Linked DNA regions of Triticum aestivum: region 1 is linked to region 2. A link is a contact called in public HiCAR-type data. All regions are on one chromosome and are shown on one strand. Each heading gives the region's core, a stretch centred on a gene start, on an enhancer-like site or on the middle of the called end of the contact. The rest is flanking DNA. Distances are from core to core; before and after follow the strand shown. Region 1 holds the start of LOC123045888 (cytochrome b561 and DOMON domain-containing protein At3g07570). Region 2 holds the start of LOC123041583.

The links. HiCAR-type assays count read pairs that join an accessible place to other places.
Region 1: a contact with region 2 is called in a HiCAR-type map of leaf, with 9 times the contacts expected there. The contact joins the promoter of LOC123045888 here to the promoter of LOC123041583 in region 2. A contact is called at or near these places in 2 of 5 Hi-C or Micro-C datasets (both in leaf) and 1 of 1 datasets of contacts at active chromatin or transcription factors (leaf).

The regions. Positions count from the first base shown.
Region 1 is chr2B:535,882,122-535,888,136 of IWGSC CS RefSeq v2.1, forward strand. It overlaps LOC123045888 (cytochrome b561 and DOMON domain-containing protein At3g07570), which reads left to right and starts at 4,122. Exons shown (of 4, transcript XM_044469118.1): 1 at 4,122-4,606; 2 at 4,714-5,113; 3 at 5,239-5,537. The coding sequence starts at 4,415.
Region 2 is chr2B:535,597,780-535,603,490 of IWGSC CS RefSeq v2.1, forward strand. LOC123041583 reads left to right here and starts at 3,589. Exons shown (of 1, transcript XM_044464178.1): 1 at 3,589-4,432. The coding sequence starts at 3,694. The coding sequence ends at 4,182.

The sequences.
Region 1 (6,015 bases), core at 2,872-5,371, 280 kb after region 2:
TCGTCAGATTCAAACAAAGAAGTGTACATGGTCATGCTCATGAGCATGCAAGAGGAAATGGACCGGCAAGTGGAGCATATTCTCAACTTCAAGGGCCCAATCAAAGGGAGAAGAGTGATCAACCGGAACAGAGTGTCCGAAGCAAAGCTACTGCACGATGACTACTTTGCTCCCACACCTGCTTTCCCGGAATATCCATGGCTTTGTCGCCGTTTTCGCATGCGAAAACCATTGTTTTTGCGCATTGTGGAGGGAGTGGAGGCACATGATGACTACTTGTAGCTCAGAAGGGATTGCTGCGGCCAACTCTCTTTCTCGACCAAGCAGAAGTGCACGGCTGCTCTAAGGATGCTTGCACTTGGTACTGCTGCAGACACCTTTGGTGAGATGGTCAGGATGGGGAGAGCACGTGCCTGAAGACTACTGCCAAATTTGCCCACGCCGTGGTTGAGGTGTTTGGACCTGAGTATCTCAGAGAACCAAATGCGCAAGACACGGAGAAGTTGTTGGCCATTGGGGAGGCAAGGGGGCTTTAATGCTCGGATCAATTAATTGCATGCATTAGTGATACGTCTCCAATGTATCTATAATTTTTTTATTGTTCCATGCTATCACATTATCTGTTTTGGATGTTTTATATGCATTAATATGCTATTTTATATTATTTTTGGGACTAACCTATTAACCTAGAGCCCAATGCCAGTTTTTTGTTTTTTCCTTGTTTTTGAGTTTCGCAGAAAAGGAATACCAAACGGAGTCCAAACGGAATAAAACATTCGCGATGATTTTTCTTGGACCAGAAGACACCCAGGAGACTTGGAGATCAAATCGGAAGAGCCACGAGGCGGCCACAAGGGGGGAGAGCACGCCCCCTGCCTTGTGGTCCCCTCGTGACTCCCCTGACCTAATTCTGCCTCCTATGTATTCACATATATTCCCAAACCACTAGAAGAATCCACGAAAACACTTTTCCACCGCCGCAACCTTCTGTTCCCGTGAGATCCTGTCTTGGGGCCTTTTCCGGCATCCTGTCGGAGGGGGATTCGATCACGGAGGGCTTCTACATCAACTCTATTGCCCTTTCGATGAAGCATGAGTAGTTTACCTCAGACCTACAGGTCCATAGCTAGTAGCTAGATGGCTTCTTCTTTCTCTTTGATTCTCAATACCATGTTCTCCTCGATGTTCTTGGAGATCTATCCGATGTAATCTTCTTTTTGCGGTGTGTTTGTCGAGATCCGATGAATTGTGGATTTATGATCAGCTTATCTATGAATATTAATTGAATCTTCTCTGGATTCATATATGCATGATTTGATATCTTGTAATTCTCTTCGAATTATCGGTTTGGTTTGGCCAACTAGATTTGTTTTTCTTGCAATGGGAGAAGTGCTTAGCTTTGGGTTCAATCTTGCAGTGTCCTTTCCCAGTGACGGTAGGGGCAACAAGGCACATATTGTATTGTTGCCATCGAGGATAAATAGATGGGGTTTACATCATATTGCTTGAGTTTATTCCTCTACATCATGTCATCCTACTTAATGCGTTACTCTGTTCTTCATGAACTTAATACTCTAGATGCAGGCAGGAGTCGGTCGATATGTGGAGTAATAGTAGTAGATGCAGAATCATTTCGGTTTACTTGACATAGACGTGATGCCTATATTTCATAATCATTGCCTTAGATATCGTCATAACTTTGCGCTCTTCTATCAATTGCTCGACAATAATTTGTTCACCCATCATATTATTTGCTATCTTGAAAGAAGCCTCTAGTGAAACCTATGGCCCCCGGGTCTATTTCCATCATATAAGTTTCTGATCTACTATTTTGCAATCTTTTACTTTCCGATCTATAAACCAAAAAACCCAAAAATATTTACTTTATCATTTGTTCAGTTTCATCTATCTCTATCAGATCTCACTTTTGCAATTGACCGTGAAGGGATTGACAACCCCTTTATCGCGTTGGGTGCAAGTTGTTTGATTGTTTGTGCGGATATTGGTGATTTGTGCGTTGTCTCCTACTGGATTGATATCTTGGTTCTCTACCTGAGGGAAATATTTATCTCTACTTTACTGCATCACCCTTTCCTTTTCAATGGAAAAAACCAACGCAAGCTCAAAAAGTAGCAATTGGCAATGCAAGAACTGCCCCAAAGGTCTGCGGGGAACGTATCAAGGTCACACAAGAGAGGCCATCATCATACTAGAAGCGGTGGCATCACATGACTTATGGATTTGGCATGCTTTCTTTGGAATGCTCGGTTCTCACAACGACATCACCGTGCTTCAACGATCTCCGGTGTTCAGGAGGCTTTGCAACAGGGAATCACCGTCGTGCAACTACACCATCAACAGTCGGGACTACAACATGGGATACTATCTTGCCGATGGTATCTATCCTCAGTGCGCGGCGTTTGCGAAGACCATATCTGAGCCGCGTGGCAATAAACAGAGTCACTTTGCAACAATGCAGGAAGCGCCTAGGAAGGACGTGGAGAGGGCATTTGGTGTGCTTCAGGCTCGTTGGGGAATTGTGCGGAGCGCTGCAATAATGTAGGAATCGGAAAGTTTGTGGCAGCTGATGACATGTTCTGTTATTCTGCACAATATGATTGTCGAGGATAAGGGTGATGGTGTAGGCCAAACCCATAATTTCGAAGCACTCTTGATATCCCAGAAAATCAAGATGCGGCTCAGCTTATGAACTTTCTGCAGATGCATCAGAATCATCAGAATCTTCGAGATTAGTAGGTGCACACGTAGCTACTCAATTATCTTGTGGAGTACATGTGGATCCACTGCTTGAGTTTGACACTTCAAATAAATTTTATGTAAACGCTATCTATGCTTGATACCAACAATTGCTATTTATGTGCGACATTGTGTTGCGTGATCGACGTGCATGTATTTGCATGAATTTAAGATATGTGAATGCACGTAAGGAAATATGAGGGGCCGTCCGGATGCGCCCGCAGGCGTTTAAGAGGCCAGATTTGTCAAGTCCGGACGTAGATGCTCTTAAGATGATTCGTCCACCATTCAGTTCCACTGATCAATTAACCCGTGTATGTGAACGTATGTATGTATTCACCTCCTCTTCCATGGGAGAAACCACAGCACTCAAATACACAATACAAACTCTACCCGAATGAATGGCAGGAAGATCCCTCCAGGATCAAAGCATTGAGGCCAGGTTCCGACTTGCGCACCACTACGGCCGGTCTGGCCTGCCGCTACGGACGGTTTGGCAAGCGAGGGACGCGCCGTTCGAAACCGACGGATCGGTGTGCGCCACACTGGCAAAGAGCCGCATGTGCGCTCGGCATCTCCTCCCCGTTCTTTAATCAGCCCGTGCAGCTAGCCAAAGCATGAGCTGTGCCCGGACGCAATAACCATCTGGACCAGCCTGCCCCCGCCCTTCCTTTCCCCCTCCCCTCCCGTGCCACAGCGCCGTACCGCTGGGGGAGGCCGCCGGGCCCCATCCCCGGTGGTCGGATCGCGCGCGGCTTTCCCCTTCCTCGCTGTGCAAGCTCACCGCCCGCTTTGCCTGGAGCTAGACGCACTGGCTACTACTGGCTAGCCCACTGATTGGACGCGCGCCGGTACACATGCATACACGTACGCGACGTCGTTGCGTGGCGCTCCCGGTTTGTCCCTGCTCGTGTAATCTACCTCTACAGGACAAGCGACATGCTGGCGCCCGCCGATGGATTGGCTTCTATTTTGGCTGTTTTTCATCATTGGTTGCGCGGTCACAAGCAACGGCATTCTCATCGGGTTTAATCGGAAGCCTGGTAGTAGTAGTAGTAGTAGGTGTCGTCGGCGTGGCCATGCTCGATTTACTACTACTACAGAACTGTGTCCCAGTGTACGGGAGATGGGCCAAGTAAAGACTTTATTAGAGTGGAGCCAGCGTGGCTCTGGTGGTAAACAAACATGCATGGGTCTTCTTTCTCATTTCTGCAATCACATCAAGTGGAAAACCCGCTGCAAACTGCGGTGCAAGGATGGCTGGCGTGTAAATGCATGTGCGCCTCCTGTAGGTGAACCTTAACCACCAGCCAATAGCCATCCCAACACAGCACGATATATATCCATGTACACACAAGGACACCGCAACTTGAGGGAGGGAGGGAGTCAGGGAGGGAGGATATATGTACATACTGGCACAGGGCAACGCCATTCGATTGGAGGGCAGCAGCAGGGCAGCAAGCATCCTCTGACCTGCCAAACTGCCCCAGCAGCAGCGCGGCGGAACCTTGGCCATTTCCTCCCTTCCAAGCACCGCCAATCTTGTCCGGCCTCCGCGTCCACCGCGGTGCCCAACCCAAGAAAGACACAGCACAGGTGGTGGCCGTGGCACAGGAGCGGGAAGCTCGGGGAGAGGATTAGACTGACTGACGCGACAATGGGGGCTTCCTCTTGTTCCTCCGTGCGGCTGCTGCTGCCGCTGCTCTGCCTGCTCGGCTTCTGCTTCGCGGCGAGCCACCAGAAGTCGGACTCCTGCGACGGGGACCTCCAGGTGGCGCGCCTCGTCCCCTTCGACACCGACGCCTTCCACTGCATCACCCTCTGGAAGGACGAGGACTTCATCCTCAGGGTACGCCTTCTCTCACCGCATTGCTGCGGATTTTTGGTCTGGATTTTTCCAGCAATCAAGTCGTGGCTGCCTGATCTGATCCGGAATGCTTCTTGTGCCGTCGCCAGTACAAGAACACGGGGACGAGCCAGTGGAGCTTCGTGCTGTCGGCGCCGGAGAAGAGATCCTACGTGGCCGTCGGGTTCTCGGGCAAGGGGGGCATGGTCGGCAGCAGCGCCATGGTCGGCTGGTCGTCCGGCGGCAAGGGCGTCGCCAAGCAGTACTACCTCCAGGGCAGGAGCCCGGAGGCCGTGACGCCGGACGACGGCCGCCTCACCCTGGTCAGGAACAGGACCGTCGCCGTCTCCAAGTCCGGCCGGCTCTACCTGGCCTTCGAGCTCAGCACCGACCGACCGCAGCCGTACCTGATCTACTCCGTGGGCTACGAGGGCAGCCTCCCTTCCTCCTCCGACTACACGATCCAGATGCACCGCGACATGGGCTCCCGCTCCTTCAAGTTCGCCTCCGGTACGTACATCCATTATTAATTCCACCGCTAATTCATTTTCTTTTCTCCTCGAGAGAGCAGTGGTAAGAGAAACGGTAAACATTTTTACTAACCGAGGAGGATCTGTGGGTTGGTTTCTGTCCAGCATCGCCTTCTAGCGCCGGCAGCGAGTCGGGCGAGGAGGGGTTCCCGGCGAAGAGGTGGCACGGGCTGCTGTCCATGATGGGCTGGGGCGTGCTGCTGCCGATGGGCATGATGGTGGCGCGCTACTTCCGGCGGCAGGACCCGTACTGGTTCTACGGCCACATCGCCGTCCAGGGGCTGGGCTTCCTCATCGGCATCGCGGCGGTCGTCCTCGGCTTCCGGCTCAACGGGGACGGGCTCAAGAACATCGTCGTGCACAAGGTCATCGGCATCTCCATCCTGTCCATGGCATGCCTCCAGGTGCGTACGCAGCACAGAATTTTTCTTGAGTTCGATCGAGTCTCATTAGATTAGCCTTAATCTTCTTTTTACTGGATTAACCTTAATCTTAATAACATGGGGCGGTGGTTGTGTGGAAATTGCTGACTAATCTGAGTCCACTTTTGGTTCCTTGGCTGGCTGGATACATGTGCTGTGGTATCTAATCATTTGAGTTGCCAGAATGGCATGTGCTGTGTGGGATGGGAACACAAGCCTGGAACAGCAAGAAATTTTACCAGCTTATTAATTTCTAGGAGTACTGTAGTAGATGTTGACTGTGAATCTGACTTGCTAGTTAAGTGTAATTTCCACATGCCCCGTGATTTGTTGCCATCAGAATAGATAGATGCTGCCGTTCGTTGACTCCCAGGATAGTACTTACTGTCGGTCGCGTTCATGTTCTTGAGGACGGCAGAAGAACATTCTCCCGAGAGAGAGTTGAAACCACGATGATAGA
Region 2 (5,711 bases), core at 2,339-4,838:
TAGTTTTAAAGATCTCAACGCAAAAATTTCAAAGAGATAAAATGTATTGAATAAATGAATCTTCAGCAAAAATGAAAACTCCTAGATTGAGACAAGTGGCGCACATGTAATACGTTACTTGTCTGCGCCTGAGAAGATGAGAGCGACATTTGCAAGGGGTAACCCTTAACTAGTTTTCTTGGTAAACATCACTCCACTTTATTCCAATGCGACATGTATAGAGATCATTACAATGTCATTTGGAATGCCAGGCCAAACATAGCGCCTGTAGCCAGGAGAATATCTGGTGCACCGGTGTTTATGGTGTTATCGGTGCACTGAGCTCACCTCCCACATTTTAAAATGTTTAAAACATTCTTAAAATGATTAGTACATTCACACAACACTATTGTAGGTTGTCAAAAAAATTCACTTCAAAATTTCGAAACATAGCTCAAAAAACAAAAAATGACAAATTCAACACTAAAAAGTATGTGGGCTTTAGATTTGGCCCATTATCACAGGGATGCCAAATTTTTCATTTTCGTTTCTCAAGAAATGTTTCAAACTCTGATACAAAATTCTGTGACAACATATATTAATGTTGTATCATTGTGCTAGAATTTTTTCCTGATTTTTTAAACATTCTATGGCATCCGGGGCACTGGTAGCACCACAAGCATGTGCATCAGATACATCCCCCCCCCCCCCCACACACACAGAGAGAGAGAGAGAGAGATATTAGCTAGATAATGAGCTTCAAAATTAATCCTACTTTCAAACGCATAAACTAGTGATTTCACATATATTGTGCAAAATGTCGAGCAAATGCATAAAGCGCTAGCGACTTGGCCAAATAATTACAAGGGTCCACTATTACGAGCAGATTCATCAAAGCCTTTGTGTAGTCTTACCAGGGAGAAATGAATACCATTCAGACTCAGTCACCCAACCCGACAAGATCTTTTGTTGTGCACCCAACGCATTAGATCGCACCTCCAGCAGGTTCATCAAAATCAATGTCGACGTTGTGGTTGGGAGAGGAGGACATTATGGAGCAGTAGATGCGATTTACCGAGACCAAATAGGGCTATTCCTTGGTGCATCGGCCATTGTTTATCAACGTGTTTTAGATCCGGCGACACTTAAATGTATGGCGATCAGGGAGGCCCTAACCCTAGCGGATGATCTTTATGAGATGAGAATTCAAGTAGCTTCAAATTGTAAAGTGGTGATGGAGGACTTTGGAGACAAAAGCCCTGCAGTGTATGGCGCAATCATACATGAAATCATAGAACATAAGTCTGCTTTTCAGTATTGTAATATTAGTCATGAATTTAGGAGCTCAAACATTGAGGCTCACAAATTTGTGGTCATTTTAAATCCCAGGAAGTAGACAAATGTCTATGGAAATTAAAAAGCTTTATCCCTATCGGTTGGCCGATGTTCGTCTGGGTCAACCGGAAGGAATTTCTTTCGTCCATGTAAATACTATGACGAGTTAATATAAAGCTTTGGAGTTTGTCTAAAAACTATGGCAGTAGTTTTTGGTCGTCCTTTCCTGTTTTTCTTTCCACCTGTTTCCAATGTTCTCTTATGGTTTTATTTTCTTCTTTTGTCTTTTTCTTTCAATTTCATTTTCTCTTTTACCATTCGAAATTCATGAAAAAAATTTAATTCAGTAATATTTCTCGAAATTTAAGAGCATTTTCTAAATACACAAATATTATTAAATTTAAAATGTGTTTTTAATATGAGCACTTCTAAATTTCAGAATATTTTGAAAAAATGAATGTGATTAAAATTGTCAAAAATTTAAATTGATGATCATTTTCTGAAATATACGTTTAGAAAACAAGACATTTCAAATGTTAGAACTTTTTACAAGTTTGTGGTCAAATTAAATTCGTGTACATTTAAAAAATTCATGAAGATTTTTAATTTCCATCGACGTTTGTCTACTTTCTGATTTTTCTAAATCAAACAATTTCTAATTTTGAGCAATATGGGGTTGGTTGTCCTGTTGGTTATCGAAGCTAACTTCAAATGAGGACGTTGCGGTTCGAATCTCACCCGCGCAGAGTTTTTTTGGAAAACCCTATTGGACTCTCGCTGCAGCAAAGTGTCGGGCGATCGCACAGAGCAGCCAAGCCAGCGACAAAACATGGCCGGCCCACTTCCAAATACACACAGTCTGTCCAAACGGTTCCAGTTTTCTGCTGTTGTTTTGATTCTTTTCTTGTTTTTCCGGCTTTCTATTATTTTTTCTTTTTCGTTTTTTCTGTTTCTGTTTCTTTTTATTTGTCTCTTTCTATTTTTCAAGTTTATTTTCCTTTTTCGAAAAGTGTCCAGAATTTTCAAATTTTTGTTACAAACATATGAAAATGTTTCCTTTGTTCAAATTTTGTTTCAAATGCACAAAATTCGAAAAAGATGAGAATCTCAATAATTGTTTGCGTTTTCAAAATTTCTTCAGAGATTTCAAAATATGTTCGAAGTCGCAAATTTTATTTCTTTTTTCAAAAATTGTTTGGAATCTTACTTTTGTTCTGAAAATTTGTTCGGAATGTTTCTTTTTGTTCTCATTTTTTTCTTCATATTTTGTTCATGTTTTTCGTGTTTTCAAAAGTGTTTAGTTCAAAAATTTGTTCGGAATGTTAATTTTTGTTCTCATTGTCGTCCGTGTTTTAAAAATTGTTCAGAATATTATTTTTGTTCTGAAAATTTGTTCACAATGTTATTTTTTGTTTTCATTTTTTCGAATTTTGTTCTTGTTGTTCGTGTTTTCAAAAGTTTAGAGTTCAAAATTTGTTCGGAATGTTAATTTTTGTTCTCAGTTTTACAAAATTTATTCATTTTTATTGAAAATGCTCCTGTTTTTCAAATTTTGTTCATAAATTTCAAAATTTGTTCGCTCATTGAAAAAAATGTTTGGTAATTCAAAAAATGTTCAACTTTTTAAATTATGTTCCCACACCAAAAATTCCTTTTTTCAGGAAATTTTTCACACTTTTTAGAAAAATATGGGAAATTTAAAAAATCTTCACATGTTTAAATTTTGTTATAAATTAAAAAATGTATGGGAATTACCACAGTGGCTATGGACTAGCTTCCTTGGCGTGAGGAGAAGAGTTCGATTTGTTGCCAACAAATTTCATTTCTATGGAATTTGGTGAACTTGTTTTATTTTCACGGCTGCCTATAGTTCTTTAAGTTTCGCGCTGCAATTCTTACATATTAGCGCGCGTGTCGCAGTGGCTTGCGCATCGCGGGCATCTATAGAAGGTCGTGAGTTTGAATCCTACGTTGTGCATCTCTTTTTTGCTATTTTTCATTCCGCAAGGGCAGCGAATGGGCCGGCCCAGGTGACCCGTCTCCTGTGCGAACCTGCAGCATTTTGCCGCAGTAAGCGGCACATAGGAGGTCTCGAGTTTTTTTGCCCTTTAAAACAGGAAAACGGGATAAATGGGCCGGCCCAGAGTGGAAGGGGGGGAGGGGCGTGCGCCTGTTTGTGGAAAACGAAGTAAGGGGCGCAGAAGGCGCCGAATAAGGTTTGGCCCTGCGCGCGGTCGATGTAAAAGGAATTTGACAATTACAACGTTATGGGCTAGTAGGCCTTTACATACACTGACCTAGCAAGCGCTGCAAAATCTCCGAAGTAATCGCTGCGAAGCCCATAATCTCGTCACGTCAACCAAATCCAATCCACCAAAGATGGGCCTGAGCCCCTCGAAGCGCGTGGACGCGGCGCTCCGGCGGGCGCCGGCGTTCGCCGCCGCCTGCGAGGCCGCCTTCGACCGCTGCCTCGCCGATGCCCAGCACGCCTTCTCCGGCGTCCGCCCCTACCAGCTCGCGGACGCGTCCGCGCACCTCCACTCGGCCCTCCGGGGCTCCCTCCCTATCGTCCGCCGCTGGGTGCCCTCGCCGCCGGCGCGCGTGCGCGTAGACTCTGCGCTGCGCGCCTCTGGCTTGGAAGGCGCCGGCGAGCTCTCGCGGGATCAGTTCGGGGAGTTCGCGGCCGAGCTGTTCAGGGAGGCCGTGCTCGCCGGCGCGGCCGAGGCGGCGCTCGTCCGTGCCCCGGCCGGCGCGGCCGGGATCCTCGGGGTGGCCATCGTGTCCCGCGCAGGCGCCGGGGCAGCTGGGAAGTTGGTCGCTCTTTACACCGCCGGCGTCGCCGCCGCTGTTTACCTCAGCTTGGGCTAGACCTCTGTTAAGTTGTAAATCTGCACAATAAACTGCTTGTACTACTCCGATGTAATCTGAAGAGATGTTTCTTGCGTAGTATTGCCAGTATAAATACAAAGAGTGATTAGCAACAACAGGAGAGCCTAGGCTTGAAGGGAGGCGATCAAGGTTTCAAGTAGGGTTTGGTTTTCAGGTTTAGCCCTGAACTTCAGAATCTCCAGGTCTGAAGTGAGTGCCACCCTATCAAAGTGACGTCTGTTTCTCTGCTTCCATATGTTCCAGGCCGCCAGGATCGCAACTTCTTTGAACATGGCCTGATGCCAGCCTTCTAGTCGCCATAGCCATCACTCCTGCAGTGTATACCTCTGGAGGTGTCCCCATGAATATTCAAGATCCCCCAGCATGAAGCACTGAACTCACATTCGAAGAATAAGTGAGTGTTAGTTTCAACAGGTTAGTTGGAGCGTAGCAAGCATGAGTGATCATCACCAATGCTGAAGTGCCTCCTGCAGAGAAGATTCCTTGTGTTCTTGCGCTTCATCACACACTTGGATTTCCAGATGGCAGAGACGTGTGTCGGAGGGTTTAGATTTCTGAAGAAAAAATTGTAGAATTTGTTTGGCTTGAAATTGACATCCCCCCCAACAGAGAATCCATTCATCAGCCCTTAGAGGATAAAGAGAGATATTGCTTAGCTTTTCGGTCACCGCCTCCAGTTTTTGTCTAGCTTGAATAGACAGTGGCAATTGAAATTCTGATCAGGTTCAGGGTTAACCATGAACAGGGCCAAAGAAATGTCTTCTTCTCTGGCAAACCAAAAGAGACAACGATATGAGTCTTGCATTAGTCCATGGGTGTCCCACAGATATTTCCAGAGAAGGACCCAGGCACGCAGGTGGTAATTCCTCCGTAAACGTCCATCGAGGAGAAGATGTCGCGCCATCAGAAGAAACCACACCTGGGTTTTGCATGGGTGGCGCGTCGTCGTCGTATTTATGCCAGACAAGCATAACCCACGGCACATCCGCCTTATGTATGAACTTGTGGACATATTTCAAGAGAAGGGCCTAGTTTTGAATGTTAAGATCAGACACTCCAAGGCCAGCTTTCTTTTCTGGTCGGCAAACCAAGTGCCAAGCTGCCAAAGAGTTAGTGCGCGCGCCTCTATCCATCACCTTCCTCCAGAGACAATTCCATCTATAGCACGACCAAAAAGATCGAAGTTTATCCGGTAGCTTAAGAACACACATCGCAAACGAGAGCACAGAGGAGAGTGCTGAGTTGATGTGCTTAATTCTGCCACCATATGACATCCAGAGGACCGTCCCAGAGAGCCTACGTTCAATGTTGTCCACAAGAGGCATCAAATCTCTCACCGTGAGTGAAGGGCATGATTCCCACCTCACAGCCCAGGGCCGCAGCCAGCTCTGAAATCCTCTGATCTGACACATTAATAGGCATCATTTGTGGCTTGGTGTAATTAATCTTTAGTCCAGTGGCCTTAGCATAGGGGTCTAGCAAGCCTTTGATCGTCGTGATTATCACAT